2 separate regions of the Pogona vitticeps genome follow, and region 2 is linked to region 1. The links are chromatin contacts, called in public Hi-C maps. All regions are on one chromosome and are shown on one strand. Each heading gives the region's core, a stretch centred on a gene start, on an enhancer-like site or on the middle of the called end of the contact. The rest is flanking DNA. Distances are from core to core; before and after follow the strand shown.

Region 1 (5,465 bases), core at 1,523-4,022:
CCACAAAAAAACAATCCATCAGGGCAGGAACAGAATACATACAAAGTGAAAACAAGTTCAAATCCATACCATCTTACTTTGTGGCACACCCTTTCTCGGGTGGGGAAGGGACTTCTCAAATTCTCAGACGCTGGCGTCAAGTTTTAGATGGCTGAGATACTCTTCCAGAGCAGCCTCACACAGAGAGCATGCCCAAGCATTGATGATCACACATCCCTTGCTTATATGCAAAACAGGCCTGAGCCATCCTAGACGCACAAACACACCTATTTTTACACTTAAGCTATCCCAGTGCCACAGTAATCCCACACTCTTGTTTGAAACCGACACTTCCACCGCAGATGCAACGCTTTGGAAGATGGAGGCGCAGCAACAGTTTGCAAAACCCTCCTGTCACGCTCTCCTTCTTTGCAACAGGCCTCCCCCGGCCAGTCCCTGCAGCGCAAGAGCCTGGCACACCCCACGGCTCAGCTGCAGGACTCCCCCTTCCGCCAGAGACCCGTCAGCCAGCCACCTTTCAGTCCTCTCGAGAGGGGCACCGCCATCTCCCTTTCCAACCTGTGCACACGATGCACATGGGAGATGCACACGGGAATGCTCGTCGCCCCCAAAAGCCCAGCAAGAAACCCACACACACTCCAAACCCAAAACACAGCGAAGTCAAAACATTTCAGCCGATTTGAGCGTGTCAGAGAGAGCAAGCAAGGCTATTAAAGTTTCGTTAAAACTAGGGTTTAATGAAGCAACAGGGAACGTGGTCTATGCCCCGTTCAGGATCCGTTCACCTAGAAAACATAGCTGGGATGAAATTCGAACCCTCTCGCTCTATCATGCCCTACTTCCTGCCACCTCCTTTAAAATACATTCCGATTTGAAGCGCCCTGGAGGAAGCGAGCAACCGCCCTGCAAGGCTATCGGGAATAAAATCCATCCTCTGCCCTTCCCCTAATATTCCAGACAAGCTAATTTCTTTTGCACCTTGTAATAGGGTCTAGCAAACCCCAGCAGGAAAGTAGCAAACACAAGGGCTGCCCCCCTCCCATCCCTGGATCATCCCCACACACCAATGCTGCAAAGCCCAAATGTCTTGCCCACGTTGTTCTCACAAAACTTGGGAGAGACCTGCAGCTCTGCCATGTCCCTGGTTGACTTTTCTTACGCCCCGAGGGATCAGCACCTTGACCGAGAAAGAGAAAGAAGAACATACTTGTTCGGAATCAGTTGTTTCAGCCTCCAGGTCTGGCTTGATTTCATGTAACGCGCAAGCTGGTTTCTCATCTAGTAACCTGGGTGCTGTTGTTTTTTTCCAGACGCCTAGAAAAATCCCAAACTCAAAAGCAGACAATATGACACCCTCTTCTCTCTTCTTCCCTGCACCCTGGCTTAGTGTAATTAACCCCCGAAAAGGCACGACGGTCAGCCTCTGTTTCCAATCAACCATCTCGCAGATCTGAATCATCCTAACTTGTCAGCCCCATGATGTCCAAAGTGAGGCAAGGTGGGGGACCGTATTTTCTTTTTTTGCCTCTGCACCAGCTCAAGGGAGTTCACCGGCAAATAACCTGTGATCAGAGTGATCTTGACTGGACATTCAAAGAAGCCTCTCCTCTCCACCTCTTTTGCTCGACACCATCCCCTTTCAAGGGGACCCTCCTATCCCGAGCTTTTGAACTTCCCTGTTACATATATATATATAAAAAAGGAAACCAAAACCATTTTTTAAAAAAAATCGAATTCATCAACCTTTTTTTTTTTTTTTTTTTTTTGCCTGTTCAGCACAGAAAAGGGGTGGGTGGGATTTTGATCTTTTCCCCTTTCCCCAGCCCACAAACTCTAAAATCTTCTCACACAAACACACACCACAAAGTCACTTGAGAAGCTTGGAGGGAAGGGTCGCTTCCTTCCCACCCAACCCTTCTTGACACCCCCCCAAAAAAGAAGGAAAAAAAAAAGACAGAGAAGAAAAAGAAAACCAGAAAAAAAGGGGGGGGGGAATTCTGAATTTCTCCAACCAGACAGACTCTCCCCCCCAAAAAAATTAAAACAAAAGGCAGAAGGGGGGGAGAGAGAGAAGCCACGACACCCCCCCCCCTTTTGGGTCGCCTTTTGGCAAGATCGCTCCACGTTTCCGGGATCCTGCCCTTCCCTCCTCAAAGGACACTCACCTTTGGGTCCGGATCCCTTCCTCTCCGCTTGACCATGGAGCAGGAGAAGTGGCGGGTAGCTCCCCCAAAAAGGTGGAAAAAAATAAAGGGAATTCCCCCCCTTTTTTTTTTTCCCCTCTCCTCTTAAAAAAAATAAATTAAGAAAAAAGAGAGAGAGGAGCCTGCTAAATAAAAGGAAAGGATGCTGCCCGGGGTTCCTCACGGATCAAGCCCCCAGCCCCTGCTCTCCGAGGCTGCCCCCCCCCAAGAAAAATTTTAAAAGGGGGGGGGAAAGGCGCCTCCCCCCTCCTTCCTGCTCCCCTTTGGGCTCAATCAGACCAGACTGACTGTCTTTGTCTGTCTGACAAGCGCCATGTTGATATCAACATCCAAGCTCCCACCTGCCGCCGCGGGGAAGCCCTGGGACTTGTAGTTCTCCCTCCCCTAAGGTGGCTGGGGAGAGGCGGCAGAGGGGAACTACGACTCCCAGCAGGCCGCGCTCGAGCGGCCGAGCCAATGGAATGGCGGCAGATGAGGGGAGGGAGGGAGGGAGAGAAGAGGAGGAGGGGGGAGAAGACTACGCTTCCCAGCGGGCTTTGCGGGACGGAAAGGCCGGGCGATGACTTCATTCGTGGGGTTAGGAAGAGGAGAGGGGACTCATAAAAAGCGGGCGGAGCCGCGGACTACATTTCCCAGGAGGCCTTTGGGAGCGGGCCGGGCCAGGAAAGCGTCAGGAGGATGGTCTGGGCGAAATAGAGTCGGGCGAAAGCATGAAGCTGGTGAGTGTGTTGGTCCTGGGGGGGGGGGAAGGGTTGGGATAGACTTGGTAGGGGAAGGATATGAGGGGGACACCCCATTTCACCCCACTTGCCACTTAGGGGGAGGTGGGCTGTAGCTCTTTGACCCAATTTGGGTGAGGAATTTGCATTTGAGCAAGATTAATTAATTCCTTAAATGGCATTCTTTCTCCTCCTCCTCCTCCTTTCCCGCCCCTTTCTTCTCCATCCCTCAGGGGTCAAGGGATCAAAAGCCCTGTTTCGTCCCCCCAATATTCTCCACACACACACACCCATTTAAACAGAAACCACATTTTAATCCAGCCATGAACAGGTATCGATCCATCATGCCAAGGAAGAGTTTCATGGATTGTTAAAAGTTTCAGCTCCTCATGGATTTTGATGGCTCCGGAGTGTTTTTGTTTTTTGGGCTTGAAAGCCAAGGAAAGGGTGGAAGGCTGTGTTTTTTGAGCATGCACAGAGTGCTTTAGGGGTCTCCCTGCAAAACCACATCTTGTTTTTTGTGTACCTGTATCTTTGGCCCAGAAACCCACTCACCTTTTTTTTTTTGTTAAGAAAAAGCTGTTGTCTTGGAAAAGGGCTCATCTTCCGTGTTATGTCCTATTCTTACTACCTAACGTTTCTTTTTTTAAAAAAACCTCATTGGTTTCAAATGTCACCCCATAGAGGAGAGCTTTTTTTTTGAATATCCGTGATGGCCAGAATGACAAAAGAAGTAGGTCCCAGAGCGAATAAAACTCTAAAATGATCTCTGGAGGCCAAAATGTTGAAACCGAGGCTGTCCTACTTTGGACATGTCCCGAGAAGGCAGGATTCTTTTGGAAAAGACCCTCATGCTGGGAAAGGTGGAAAGGCAGCAGGAAAAGAGGAAGACCCAATAATGCAAGATGGACGGACTCCCTAAAGGAAGGCACAAGGCTTGAGTTTACAAGAACAGGGCAGTTGAGGGCAGGACATTTTGGAGATCGCTCGTTAATGGGGTCGACATAATTTGAAGGCGATGTGACGGCACATCAGAACATTTTTCTGATGAGGCAAACAGCTGTTAGGTCCTGCGTGGAGGTAGCAAGGTAGTCTCTGCTCACACCCCCCCCCCAAAAAAGCCATAATAATTTTTCAGGTGTCAGCACAGGGTTCTCTGTTGTTGTCCCTGTTGTGTTTTATCTGCATTGTTAAGTCTCAGGGTGGTTTTGGCTCGGCTTTTCGTTCCAAAGATCTAAACCGGGCTGGGCCATCTTCTCATTCTTAAAGCTTGTAGCAAAGGGAAGAGAAGCTGCCTGTGAGCGAACTTGTCTTTCACACGGAGAGATTCAAAGAGAGAATGGGTGCCACAGGAAGGTCAATCTTCATGTTCTTCCCAAGCCTTCCGGAAAAACGGAGCGGCCAGCTTTTGAGGAGCAGCCTCGGCAGCACCTGTCGGCAGAGCAAAATTTTGTGGCAGTTGCTTGAACACCCTGATGGGCCATTCTGAAGGCTTGCTTGTGATTGCTTACAGCGCGTTCAAACAACAATGCGATGTCAAAATTTCATCCACTCACAACCCAGCCGGACCTCTCTGTGACAGACAGGAGTGATGACATGGGTCAGTGAAGTGTGAGCAGCCACCCGTATACATCCACCCCTTTCCTTTTTCCTTTAGAGGTGGTTACAGATGTCCAGAGGGCATGAAAAGCAAATAAGCTTCAATGGAGTCCTAACAAGCAACAGGGGACCTGGTGGCGCTGTGGGTTAAACCGCAGAAGCCTCTGTGCTGCAGGGTCAGAAGACCAGCCGTCGTAAGATAGAATCCACGTGACGGAGGGAGCTTCCGTCGCTTGTCCCAGCTCCTGCCAACCTAGCCGGTCGAAAGCATATAAATGCATGTCGATAAACAGGCACCACCTCTGTGGGAAGGTCACGGTGTTCCGTGTGTAGTCGTGCTGGCCACGTGACCACGGAAACTATCTTCGGACAAACGCTGGCTCTATGGCTTGGAGTTGGGGATGAGCACCGCGCTCTAGAATCGGACACAACTGGACTAAATGTCAAGGGAAACCTTTACCTAGCAAGCATTATTTGCTGTCTGAATAAAGAGGGGGAGACACAGAGAAAGAGAGCAAAAGAAAAAGTTGTTAGTCCAGAGGGCCATACATTGGAAGCAGGAGACCCTCTCACCTTTGTATACTGATTTTTCCATACTGATTTTTATAAAATTGACATGCTCACCTTTACAGCAGGCACGAAGAACTTTGTGCCTCAAAGTGTTTTGGACATTTAACTCCTCAAATGCCCACCCAAATGGCAAGAGCTGCAGTTATAGCTAGTTATGATGATGATGATCAGGAGAGTCAAAAATTCCCTGACCTTACACTGCAGGTTCTACAGACCATTTGAACTTCAAACTAGCCCCGATCTAAGCGTGTAAAGTCGTTCTTTGTGTTAACTCTCAGCCTGTTTGTATCTTGGAAATTCTCTTGCATGTACACAAACGGGTTTTGCTCTCCCACACTTAGTGATTACGATTTAATAGGGTGGCAGAGTGGAA
Region 2 (5,465 bases), core at 2,148-4,647, 360 kb before region 1:
TGCTCTTTTTTTAACCTTAGGTCATCTTAGGTTAAAAAAAAATTCTCCCCATAGTGGTAGAGTACGTATTAACCAGCTTTGGTTAATGTACGAATGCACCTCTACATAAAAAAACAGCCAGAACGGATTAATTGGTTTTCAGTCCATTCCTATGGGAAATTTTGCTTCAACTTAAGAACACTTCAACTTAAGAACACCATTCCAAAACGGATTAAGTTCTTAAGTAGAGGTCCCACTGTAGTTTCTATGGACGGAAAAGAGCAGATACGGATTAAATGGTTTTCAATGTATTCCTATGGGAAATGCAGATTCAACATAAGAACTTTTCAACTTGAGAACCACCTTCCAATACGGATTAAGTTCTTAAGTAGAGACCCCACTGTATTGTTGCCAGGTGTCTCTGTTGCAAGCCAAAGAGGATGCCTCCGTCTTGAATAGGCAGTTAAGAGGCGTTAACTTTACAAAAGACTGCTCCCCATTTGTTTAAACACACCGATCCTTTTGCCAACCTTTTGACACTTTCAAAAGTGGGTTGCGGCCTTCAAAGAGCAGGAGACAGCCGTGATGAGCTCTTGCACTTCTAGAGATTAATACACCACTGCATCATAACTGATAACAATTTGCTGTCTTTTAGTTACGTACACGAAAAAATGTGCCAGTCTTGGCTGCCTCCCGCTGCCTAAGGGTAGGTTCTCCCTCCCTTCCCATGTCTTTGTTCTTTTGTTATGTTTACTGTTCTGTTGATTGTTTTTAATTGTCTGTAAACAAATTCTCTTTGCAAAAAGCTGGCTAGGGCATCACAGATGTAAAGAAAGCATCCACGCCTCTTATTCCCAGGTGTGTGATGCAGGGCCCTTGACTCTGATAAGTGGTTCAGTTTAAAATAAACCAGCCTTACATGAAGCCAGATTTCAACTCAGCTGTCTGTGCCAGCTCTCCGCCCCTCTGTTTGGTACATTTCCTCCTTTATATTTGCACCTTAGGCTGCCCAAAGACCGTGATTTCCAGGGGTGCAGTTAGACAGGGGCATCGCTGTGGTTTAAGGCGGACTTCCATGCTCTGCTAAGCCATTGCCATGCATCAACATGCATTACACCCGGAACTCTGCTATCTGAGAACCTTTCTGTTGCTGCTGTTCAAAGAGTGCGTTTTTAGCCCGCAAGTAAACACTGTGAGCAGCGTCTGGTGAAATCGGAGAAGCCCAACCGGGTGGGGCCCGTGACTGGTGTCAATGTGGATGCCAAAGGGTGTGGCTGGGGCTGGGCGGGCATGATCCCTGAGCAGGAGAGTATCTGGTGGGCGGGAGGAGTTTCAGCAACCTGACTCACCAAAGGAGATGGGAGGGTGGAAAAGAAGCAAAACTGCTGATGCCACAGAGCTCTTGCACATTCCTGGATCCAGCGGTGGAGAAGATCTAGGGCTTGCAGGCGTGACGTCCTGGCGCTTTGCAGGGGTAATGCATTAACCAGCTTAGCATCCATCTACTGAGTCCTGGGCAGGAATAAGGTTGGACTTTTTACCAGTAAACAAGCACATTTTCCTTATTATGATGCAACCTGTTTTGGTGACTTGATCTTGAAAGGGCAATTAAACCTCATTAGCTCCAAAAGACTCACAACAGGTTGATGGTGTGCTGTCCCTTACTGGAATCCAGCATGAGTTGGGGAGGACTCAGTCCTAAACAGGCCATCAAGATCCATCAGCTTCACAAAAGACATGCTTTTTTGGAGAGGTGGGAACTGCTTGAACTGTTGATGTGGATCCTGACTAGCCCTTTGGATTTTTCCATTTTTACCACTTTTCCACTGAAACCATTTTATGTAGAATCCAATCATCCATCCAGCTAGCCCTGTGTTTTTTTTTTTTAAATGCTTGGTATTGACAGCTGTTCTTCAGGGGCTTAAGCTTGGTTCTTTCCTGACTCGGGCCCTGATTTCCATAAGCAGAGACACCAAAGCATGGACATGAAGGAAATCTCTCGCATACAAAGTGTTTTGTGCCCCACCACAGAGGGACAGCTCTTCTCCTCAACAATAGGAAACTACAGGAGGTTGGGAATAATGGCAGGAAAAGTTGAAGGCGGTAGGAAAAGAGGAAAGCCAAATAAACATGAGATGGACTGACTCCATCAAGGAAGCCACAGAACTAAGGAGGGCAGTTGAGGACGGGGCATTTTGGAGGTGACTCCTTCACGGGGTTTCCATACGTTGGAGGCGACTTGACGACATGCAACGACACCACCACCATGATGCAGTCTTGAGCCGGCATGGATGCCCGGGGCCCTCCAGAGGTCTTTGGAAGGCAACTGGGATCCTTTCTCGCCACGCTGGCTGGGGATAATGGATGCTGTGGTTCATACACACCCAGAGTCCATCATTCTTCACCCTGCAACCTAGGCAGGCGGCTGCTCTTTTTATTTGGACCGTGGATCTGCGTCTTCAGCGGTCCTTTGGGGGCCAAGAGGTGTGTATCAGGTAAAAAGCCTCTGCTAGCATTGAAAAAAAGGAGGCTGCAGGGAAAGAGGCCTGACCTCTCCCTGGCAAAGTTATTTATTTATTTATTTATTTATTTATTTATTTATTTATTTAACTTATATGCCGCCCACTCTACCCAAAGGTCTCTGGGCTGCTTACAACAATTAAAATTTAATTAAAATACAATAAAATATAAAATGATTAAAATACAATTAAAATTGCCATCAGGACCCACAGTTGAACGTTATTTCAATTAAAAGCCTTCTTTAATGTTAAAGGTGTAGCAGCAGCTGGGCCCCTCTGGAAGGTGGGGGGTGTCCCCAGATGTTCCAGGACTACAACTCCCAGAAGCCTTCACCCCTAGGTGGGTCGGCTAGGATTCCTGGGAGTTGTAGTCCGAGAACATTCGGGCACCCGAGGTTGTGAACCACTGGCTCTCGAGACAGCCGGGGGGGGGCTGAGGTCACTCTGAGGGGGATCAATCAATCAATCAATCAATCAATCAATCAGTCTGTCAGTCTGTCTGTATATATGTATATTCTCGAGGTCTTGGGAAGGACGCGTTAGGGCGGCGGGCGACTCGAGCACCCATCATCCCCAGCCCGCATGGGCCCTGTAGTTCCCCAAGCCCTCAGGTTGGAGGAAAGCGCCTCGACTTTGTTGGCCGCCTCCTCCTCCTCCTCCTCCTCCTCCTCTCCCCCTTCTTCGGACTACGCTTCCCAGGAGACTTAGCGCGGAGCCGCCGCCTGACGGGAAAGAGCGGACTCCATTTCCCGTCAGGCGCCGGGGAAGAAGGGCGACGGCAGGCGAGGAGGGCCGAAAAGAGGCGAGGGAAGGGGCGTGGGGCGTCGGCGTGCGCAGGGCAGGCCGGGAGTCGTAGTCCTGGTGGGCGGGTCCCTGAGGGCCCGCCCCTCCCTCCCTCCCGCCCCCTGGCTGGTCCCTCCCGTGCTCGGCTCGCCTTTGCCCCGAAGAAGACGGAAGGCTGAGGCGGGCGGGCGAGAGAGAGAGAGAGATGGGGGGCTCCAAAGTGAAGGTGGCGGTGCGGGTCCGGCCCCTCAACCGGAGGGGTGAGTCGAGGGGACGGAGGGGGGGCTGGCTGGCAGTGGGGGGGGGGGAAGGAGGAGGAGGAGGAGAAGTCCCCCCCCGAAGGGGAAGAGTGCTGGGGGGGGAGAGGAAGGGGGACCCCCCCAGTACTGGGGAGGGGGAGGTAGAAGGATCCCCTTTCCTCTCTCTCAACCCCCCCCAAAATGGGGGGGGGGTACCAAAGCACCCGAGAGGGGAGGGGCAGGGAAGGGAGAACTCCCCTCCCCATCAGGAAAGAGGATAAGGGGGGGTTGGGAAGGGGAGGGTGTCCCATTTAAAGGAGGGGAGGGTGTCCTAAGGAAATGGGGAGGGGGCGACCCCCACCCTTTCTGAAAAGGGGGGGGTGGGGAGAGAGAGAGCCAGGCAGCCTCTGTCCCAAAGCAGGAGGGGGAGGGGGAGGGGAGGGGAGAAGAGAGAAGGAAGAGCCCCCCCCAATGGGAAGATGGCACTGAGATTGGGCTGGAAGGATTTGGAGGGGGGGGACGAATAAAGGGAAAAAAAACCTTTTTATGGGAGGGAAGAAGAATTGCCCCCCTTGCAAGAGAGGGGGTGAGGAGGGGGTCCCCAAAAGAGGAGCGTGGAAAAACCCCTGGGTGCCCCCTCTCTTAACACTAAGGGGGGACCCCTGTATTGCAAAAAATAATAATGCAATGAGATGACCCTACCAACCCCCCCCCCATAAAAAAGACCCAAGGAGAAAGAAGGGGGATTGGCTGCTTAAAATGTGGGGATGGGGGAGACGAGGAAGACCCTTAAAACAGTTAACACGCCCACCCCACCAATTTTGGCAGGGTCAAGGAGAGGAGGAAGAAATGGTTGCTTTGTTTGGGGGGGGGGTGATGCAGAAACCCCCCCACCACACACATTGCAGTGTATGTGGGGAGGGAGGGATAGAGTGAAAGTCACCTCCAAAAAGCTTCATTACAGACCCTCTCGTCCAGAGGGAAGGGAACTGAGAACCCCCTCCCTCAAGCAAAGCCTTCCTCCCCCACCAAAAAAATCCATGTGAGTAAAAGGGAGGGCTTGGAGGGAGCGGGTCGGAGGCATTGACCCCTAGGGTCTCCCAAGGGCAGAAACAGGTGGACAGAGGGGGGGGGTTCCTTTAACTGGTCGGCAGCACCCAAGGAGCGGATCCTTGCTTTGACTTGCCGGAGGGGCAGTTTATGTATTTTATTTACTTACTGGATTTCTCTCCCGCCCATCTAGACCAAAGGTCTACTCTGGAGGTCCCCCTTTTGCTTTCAGTCGGGCAGCGGGGATGGGAGCGCCCCCCCCCGAAGGACGGCCTTTTTGCTCCAGCAGGAGATAGGGAGGCAACTAAGGAAACGAATTTCCCAAATTTTAATAAAGAAAGCAATGTTCTTCCTTGGTCAGCAATCCCCGGGGGGTGGGGGGGGAAGGTTAGGTTGAGTGAGGAATTCCCCCGTAGCCCAAAAAGGCACCTCTCGTGTCAGTATTGGGGTGTCCCCGAAGAGTGTCCGGAGCGATTTAGGTTTCCCCGGCGTTCAGGAGTTATTCCCAACGGGAAATCTTGGAAGACGGAAAGTCGGGCAAGTTTTAGCACCCTGGACACTCTCTTCCCTTCCCTTTCTCGCTTAATATTCTCCTTTTTCTATGTTTGTCCGGTGCATTTTAAACCCCCCCCCTTCTATGCCTCTTCCCCAGTCTTTTAATGGTGTCTCCGGCACACTCTTGCAACGCCATGCAAACGGAATGAGCTTGCCTCGTTGCATGTGAGCTTTAAACTTTTTCCGATTAAAAACTGAGTCAGATCTGAAATCCTGGATGGGAAGGTGTGCATTTGTAGGAAATGTGTTTGTATGTCCCCCGTCCCTCCCTTGAGCACCTCTTTTCTGGAGAAGGGCGGTGGGACGTGGGACGGGGATCCCGGTCGGCTTCTTTGGCTGC

Evidence for each region. Hi-C and Micro-C count contacts between places; a contact is called where the count stands out from the background.
Region 2: a contact with region 1 is called in a Hi-C map of blood, with 6 times the contacts expected there. The contact joins the promoter of KIF13B here to the promoter of INTS9 in region 1. A contact is called at or near these places in 2 of 2 Hi-C or Micro-C datasets (blood and muscle).

What each region holds. Positions count from the first base shown.
Region 1 is chr1:4,600,076-4,605,540 of PviZW2.1, reverse strand. It overlaps INTS9 (integrator complex subunit 9), which reads left to right and starts at 2,772. Exons shown (of 17, transcript XM_072986470.2): 1 at 2,772-2,923. The coding sequence starts at 2,915. HMBOX1 (homeobox containing 1) reads right to left here and starts at 2,565. Exons shown (of 10, transcript XM_072986550.2): 1 at 2,166-2,565.
Region 2 is chr1:4,957,402-4,962,866 of PviZW2.1, reverse strand. KIF13B (kinesin family member 13B) reads left to right here and starts at 3,397. Exons shown (of 40, transcript XM_078381692.1): 1 at 3,397-3,541. The coding sequence starts at 3,487.